Linked DNA regions of Columba livia: region 2 is linked to region 1. The links are chromatin contacts, called in public Hi-C maps. All regions are on one chromosome and are shown on one strand. The core of a region is the stretch at or near the end of the contact, and the rest is flanking DNA. Distances in the headings are between cores, read along the strand shown. Region 1 overlaps CCNY (cyclin Y). Region 2 holds the start of CCNY (cyclin Y).

Region 1 (2,893 bases), core at 49-2,548:
TATAGCTCACCGTTTGTCAGATTTATAGCTGGTCTAAAAATGATCTGTAAGGGAAAGGTCGAGTGTTAGGAGTCAGCTGATGGCTTTAAATTAGGCATGGTCATACACTACTAGATAAGACTTATAAATTGTGAGTAGCTGTCATTGCTCAAGTATTAGGAAAGTTATCTCTAAATCTGTATCAACAAGCAATTTGTTATAAGGTGTTTTTTCCTGAGTCAAAGTGAAAAACACAAAGCTTGCGTGGCTGTGGTATGCCGGACTTACTTTCATTAGTTTGGGGAAAAACTCTCGTTTCAAAATAGAAATGGGAAATACCACATAATGCCATTTCAGTATCTGTTTTAAAACATATAAGCTACTTTAAGGACTTATTTTCCAATGTAACCCAGACAGAACGAGATTTCCAAAATAAAAGTGGGGCTAAGAGGGGCAAGAAGCTGAAATCAGGCCCTTCACCTTTCTTTGTCCAGTATTATTCCATGCAGAATAATTTGATAACGCTTCCTTGACTGTTTTGAGTGTTTCTTGAGTGATATTTGCGAAGCTACTCTTCCCTTGATCTTGCGCTTTTGGGTGTTCGGTGGCAGTAAGGGCCTGCCTCCCTTCTTCAAGGCAAATCTGAGGGCTTTTAAAGTGTTTCTGAAGCTGGGACATGAGCTGGAGTGCTCAACAGCTTGAAGCACATGACAGTGTTAATCAGGAATGGTTATAAATACGAGTTTTGAAATTGCTGATTCTCAGAGCTTTTTGGTTTTTTGGGGTTTTTTTTTGAAGGCAGGCGATGAGGCAAACTGTGATAGTGTGAATGGAAACAAAAAGAAAAGAGGTTATTGTTTTTGACAAACACATACGATGGTGCTGCTGTTAGCAGTTGCACTTGAGCTGTGTAACACCATGGCTCACGTGGCAGGCCTGTGCTCCCATGTAACACCAGCCTGCTTTCTGCACTGTGGATTCCTTAGCCAAGCTCTGAGGCCTTGTCCTCAAAGTTCGTAGCTTCTTAACCTGTTCAGAGTTCTCAGAAACTCCAGAAACCTTTGGGGGGCCCTCTGCTCTCTGTGTGGTTCTTGGTAATCTGGCTTTGTGTTTGGAGCTTCTTGTCAATCCTTCAGCGAAGATTTTGATGCTTGTTGACCTGATGTTTATATTCCTGTTGCCTGTTTTTCCAGTATTTTTTTCCTCCTATCCCTAGTGTGATGGATTTTTTTTTTCTTATTTTTCAGGTAGTTAGGACAGTACAGTATTATGATTTTTAAGTGCCTAGCTCTGTGCAAGACAGGGCCTTTCATTGTTTATATTAATAAAGCAGAAAAGCTCTAGATCAAAATCTTCAACTGCTGTGAATCATTCAGCATAAGCAGTGCAGGCCTTTCAGGGTTTTATAAGTCACCAGCACTACATTGAGCTGTGTCTAAAAGCTACCAGAGGACTCGGTAGCTGTGTCTGTGGTCGTGTGTGTAGCATCACCTTGAGTTTCTGTGTGAATCTGAGGGGTGGCCACAGGAAAGCAGATGCTAAAGCAGTCTAATGTAGATGTATGGGGGAAGGAGGGTATCGTGGTTAGTTAAGTTATGTTAGTTCAAGTAAGAAACAGCTGTATTTTTTTAGTTCTTTCTCAGCTGTAGTTTGTCTGCTGATCTAAACTTCAAATCTGAGATCTAGAGGATAGTAAGAATCTGAGGCAGTACTCTTCAAAAGAGGTACAGACAATGTCTTTCTGCATTAAAATAGGCTTTATATGATCCTTTAACCTAGATCTTTAGGCTTAGCTTGCAGAAAGTAAAATGGTGGCAGGATAAAAGGACATTTGGAAATAATCTACTTTGTTTATTGATAGACATCTTAAAATGTAATTTTCGTTTTTATTGTTTAAAAGATAGAATCTTCCACAGTGTGAATTCATTCCAAGGAGTCCATATCTGTCTTTTGGATAGTCTTTTATTGTTAACTAATATTTGTAATTATGTAAACAGAGAATTTTGGCAGAGAGAGAGAGTGAAGGTAAGGAAAGACACTGATTATGATGTTAGTGATGTAAGAGTAGAGTGACAAGAAGAAAAATCATTCAGGGTTGAAAAACTACTGTACCAGTACCACTGCTTATCCTCAGATCCTTCCTTGTCTGTTGCCAGCTGCCTGCACATCCTTTGCACACTCACACCGCACTCAAAAAGTAGCTTGAATGCAATGTCATAGTCAATACCTGCTGGTAACACAGCTGTGTGGTCCATATAGTCTTCAGTAAACATGCAGCTCTTACCACCCATTTATTTTTTTATTTCTCATGTCTTGAAATCACTGTTTTGAATCTATCATGTGTCCCTGCATAAGTATTATGTAGGATGTCTGGTTACCATGCAATTTATGAAAATTTTCAGTCCTTAACTTCGTTGGTTTGCATATTTCTTAACATACTTCTTAATGTACTAGTATAGGTAACCAAAGTTTTCACAGGGTGGGAGCTCAAATAGAACCTCTGCTCCTATCAGCTGTTTTGACAGTGTCATTTGTTTTAGGTACTGAAAAACAAATGATCACCACTGTGAATTTTGATTGCACGTCCTATGGAAAAATTGCTTCATTCTGTTTATAAAGAAAGATAAGACAGTATGCTGAAAAATTCAGGTTTCCCATGACTAGTTTTAAATGATTGATTATGAAAGGCTGAAGAGAGTAAATAAGTTCTTTGGTAATTTAGGTGTTAAGAGTAGTTTGCAGCATTTATGAGAGATGTGTGACAAATTTAGGGCACGTTTGCATTTTGCATTTGCATAGCTGTGTGTGCAGATCCACCTAGTGGAGGTACAGCAGAAACTACAAGAAAATTGTTTTCCTGCTAGCTTTTCTTTCCCACATTGTATTAGCTGAACTGATAAAGGTGCCCTTCCGC
Region 2 (2,734 bases), core at 179-2,678, 110 kb before region 1:
CCTACCAGATAACCTTCCTAGACCAGAGCTCCAGCAAATACTTAATTTCCTTTTGTTTGGATGCAAATTACTGAAGACACTAATATGTAAAAGATGCTAAACCCATTCTTATTCACTTCGAGTTACTCAAACACAACGGGAGAATGTAACTCACAAACTGCTGCCCATCAGTGCTTTGGGGGGTGTCAAAATTAGGTACACAAACCTTCCTCAAAATATTTTTTTCCCTAAACTTTCTTTTTCTCGTTGTTCCTTTGTACTAGGGTTTTTTATTGGCATTAAATAAACACTCAAAGATAGCTGAAAATTAAAAAATATTTTTTTCCTTGCCATGTGTGATCTGAAAATGTGTGTTGAAAACTTGCAAGTCTTTAATGTGATCATCTGACTTCAGAAGATCTTACAAAAACATCAGATATCATGAGATGCCTTGTAGACTAGCAAGTAATTGTTCCCTGGACACGTGGCTGTAAGTCAAAGCATTTTTTATAAACACACAAATGTGCTTTTCTGTTATCAAATTATCAGTATAACCATTCAACTTCTGTGCCTGAGACCTCCAGTAGTCATGAGATTTGCTTCAGAGATTTTTAAAATGAAAAAAAAAACCAAAAAACAACTCATCAAACCAATGAAAAACATGCCCGGTCTCCATCTTTAGCGTTACATTGACACTGAAAAGGTGGATTTTGACTGGGAAAGCTCTGAACACAGTAGAGCGGTATGCAGGGGCACATTACACACCCCTCTTCCTTTTTGGCCAGTTCTCTCTGACACCGTCAGTCCGAAGGAGTTCTTAACAACTTCTCAAAGAATTCCTCAATTCTTTAAAAACCTGGAGCCCCTCGGTGACAGTTCCCCGCTGGCAGCTGCCCAGACCTCCCACCCGCGGGCCGGAGGGGCCTGGGCGGGCGGCGGAGCGGACATGGCGCCGGGGGCCTCGGCGGGTTTCTGCGGCAAAGGCAGCGGGGGTCCCTCGGGCCGGGGTTCCCCACCAGGCCGCCCGGTGGCTCCGCGGAACCCCCGCCCGGTGCGTGCCCAGCCCGGCGCCTCTCCCGCCTGGGGGAGGGAGCGCCCAGCGCGGCAACAGCTGCTGCTGTTACCCCCGCGCTGGCTCTGGCAACAACGTGCCCCCTCTTATGTACAATATACGCGTGTGGGTGTGCGCGGGGTGACCGAGCACGCTCAGGGCAGGAGCTCCGGCCGGTTCCCGCCGGCTGGCAGCGCTGGCCCGCCGGGCCGCAGTGCCGCCAGCACCGCGGGCGGCCCCACGGCCGGAGCGGAGGGCGGGCTCCGCAGCAGCGCCGGTGGCTTTCGGGGCGGCCCCTCTCCGCCGGGCCGGGCACCGCCGTCCCCCGGGAGCGGGCACAGCTCCGGCCGCCGCTCTCGCAGCCCGCCCGGCGGGAGGCGTCACCGCCGCTTGAACCGGAACCGCTTGGCGGGGGCCGCCCGGGGCGGCTGCTCCTGCGGCTGCCGCTGCCGCGGAGGCTGCGGCGCTGCCGCGTGGGTGCGTGCGTGGAGCGGCCCGGCGGCTGCGCGGGGGCGGGGGAGGAGCGCGGCGGCCCCGCCGGCGATGGGGCTGTGCTTCGGCGGGCCCTGCGCTGCCTGCCCGCGGAGGAGGGCGTAGCTGCCGCAGCCCACGCCGGCGGGCCGCGCTGCGGGGCTGCCTCCGCGGATGAACCGCCGGGGAGATCCGCCGGCGAGTGCAGCCGCAGGGCGCCGCAGCCGCCGCCTCTTCCCCCGCCGCTTCCCCGCGTCTCCGCCGCTGCCCATGGCTGCCCGCCGCCCCTGCTGACCGGCCGCCCCTCGCCTCCTCCCGAGCCGGGCCAGGCCGGGGCTGGGCAGAGAAGATGGGGAACACCACCTCCTGCTGCGTGTCCTCCAGCCCCAAGCTGCGCAGGAATGCCCACTCCCGGCTGGAGTCCTACCGCCCCGAAGCCGAGCTGAGCCGGGAGGACACGGGCTGCAACCTGCAGCACATCAGCGACCGGGAGAACATCGACGGTGAGGGCGGGCGGGCGGCCTGGGGAACCCCCGCTTCCCTTCCCCTCCCTTCCCCTCCCCGCGACGGGGCCACGGCTCGGACCCGGGCGGCTGCCCCGCGGGTGGGGCCGGGCCGGCCGGTCCCGCCACCCTGCCCCGGCGTTGAGCCCGCTGCCCTGGCACCGAGCCGCTCCGTGCCCCTCCGTGCCGCCACGGCCCGGTGCTGGTCCCCGTGTCCGCCCCTGTGGGTCTCCCGGGGGTGTCGCGGTACATTGCGCGGGGTTTAGCCTTCAGAGCTGCTCCTGTCCCCAGGGAGGGTGTGTGGGACCCTGGCAGCCAGCGCTGGGCAGCAGCTCCCCCTCCCCGCCGCATCCTCTGGCAAGGTGCGGTGTTTTGGTCCCGGGTCTGCGCTGCCAAGACCCTTCTCCCTCCACGGTGCCGTGAGGTGACATTGCTGACACCCGTCCCCGCCGCGGGGCCCGGTGGCTCAAGCACCCGTCTCGGTTGTGGCCCAGGGCCGCGTTCCCGGCAGGGCTGGGCAGTGCAGCCCCCGCGGTGCACAGCGAGCGTCACCTGCCTGGGATGTCACCTGCCGGGCCTCTGCAGGGGCGAGGATTTAAAGGACAAACCCAGCCAGCAGTAAAAGTGGGAGAACTGTTTGCCATGACAACCTTCCCCATTACTGCCATGATGAGGCACTACTCTATGATATCATGAATGCCACCTCTCCCTCTCTTTCTCTGCAGTGATA

Evidence for each region. A called contact is a pair of places that touch in the nucleus more often than the background predicts.
Region 2: a Hi-C map of crop shows a contact between it and region 1, with 5 times the contacts expected there. The contact joins the promoter of CCNY here to the enhancer-like site in region 1. A contact is called at or near these places in 2 of 2 Hi-C or Micro-C datasets (crop and liver).

Annotation. Positions count from the first base shown.
Region 1 is chr2:14,803,531-14,806,423 of bColLiv1.pat.W.v2, reverse strand. The region is part of intron 8 of CCNY (cyclin Y); the gene reads left to right. Among named protein-coding and RNA genes, the nearest start is that of GJD4, 11 kb to the right of the region's middle. Within about 2 kb of position 1,298, at least 1 of the 3 cell types and tissues checked has an H3K27ac peak away from gene starts, as active enhancers do.
Region 2 is chr2:14,917,383-14,920,116 of bColLiv1.pat.W.v2, reverse strand. CCNY (cyclin Y) reads left to right here and starts at 1,428. Exons shown (of 10, transcript XM_065055119.1): 1 at 1,428-2,004. The coding sequence starts at 1,851. It overlaps LOC110359956 (a long non-coding RNA gene), which reads left to right and starts at 2,011. Exons shown (of 2, transcript XR_002415542.2): 1 at 2,011-2,734.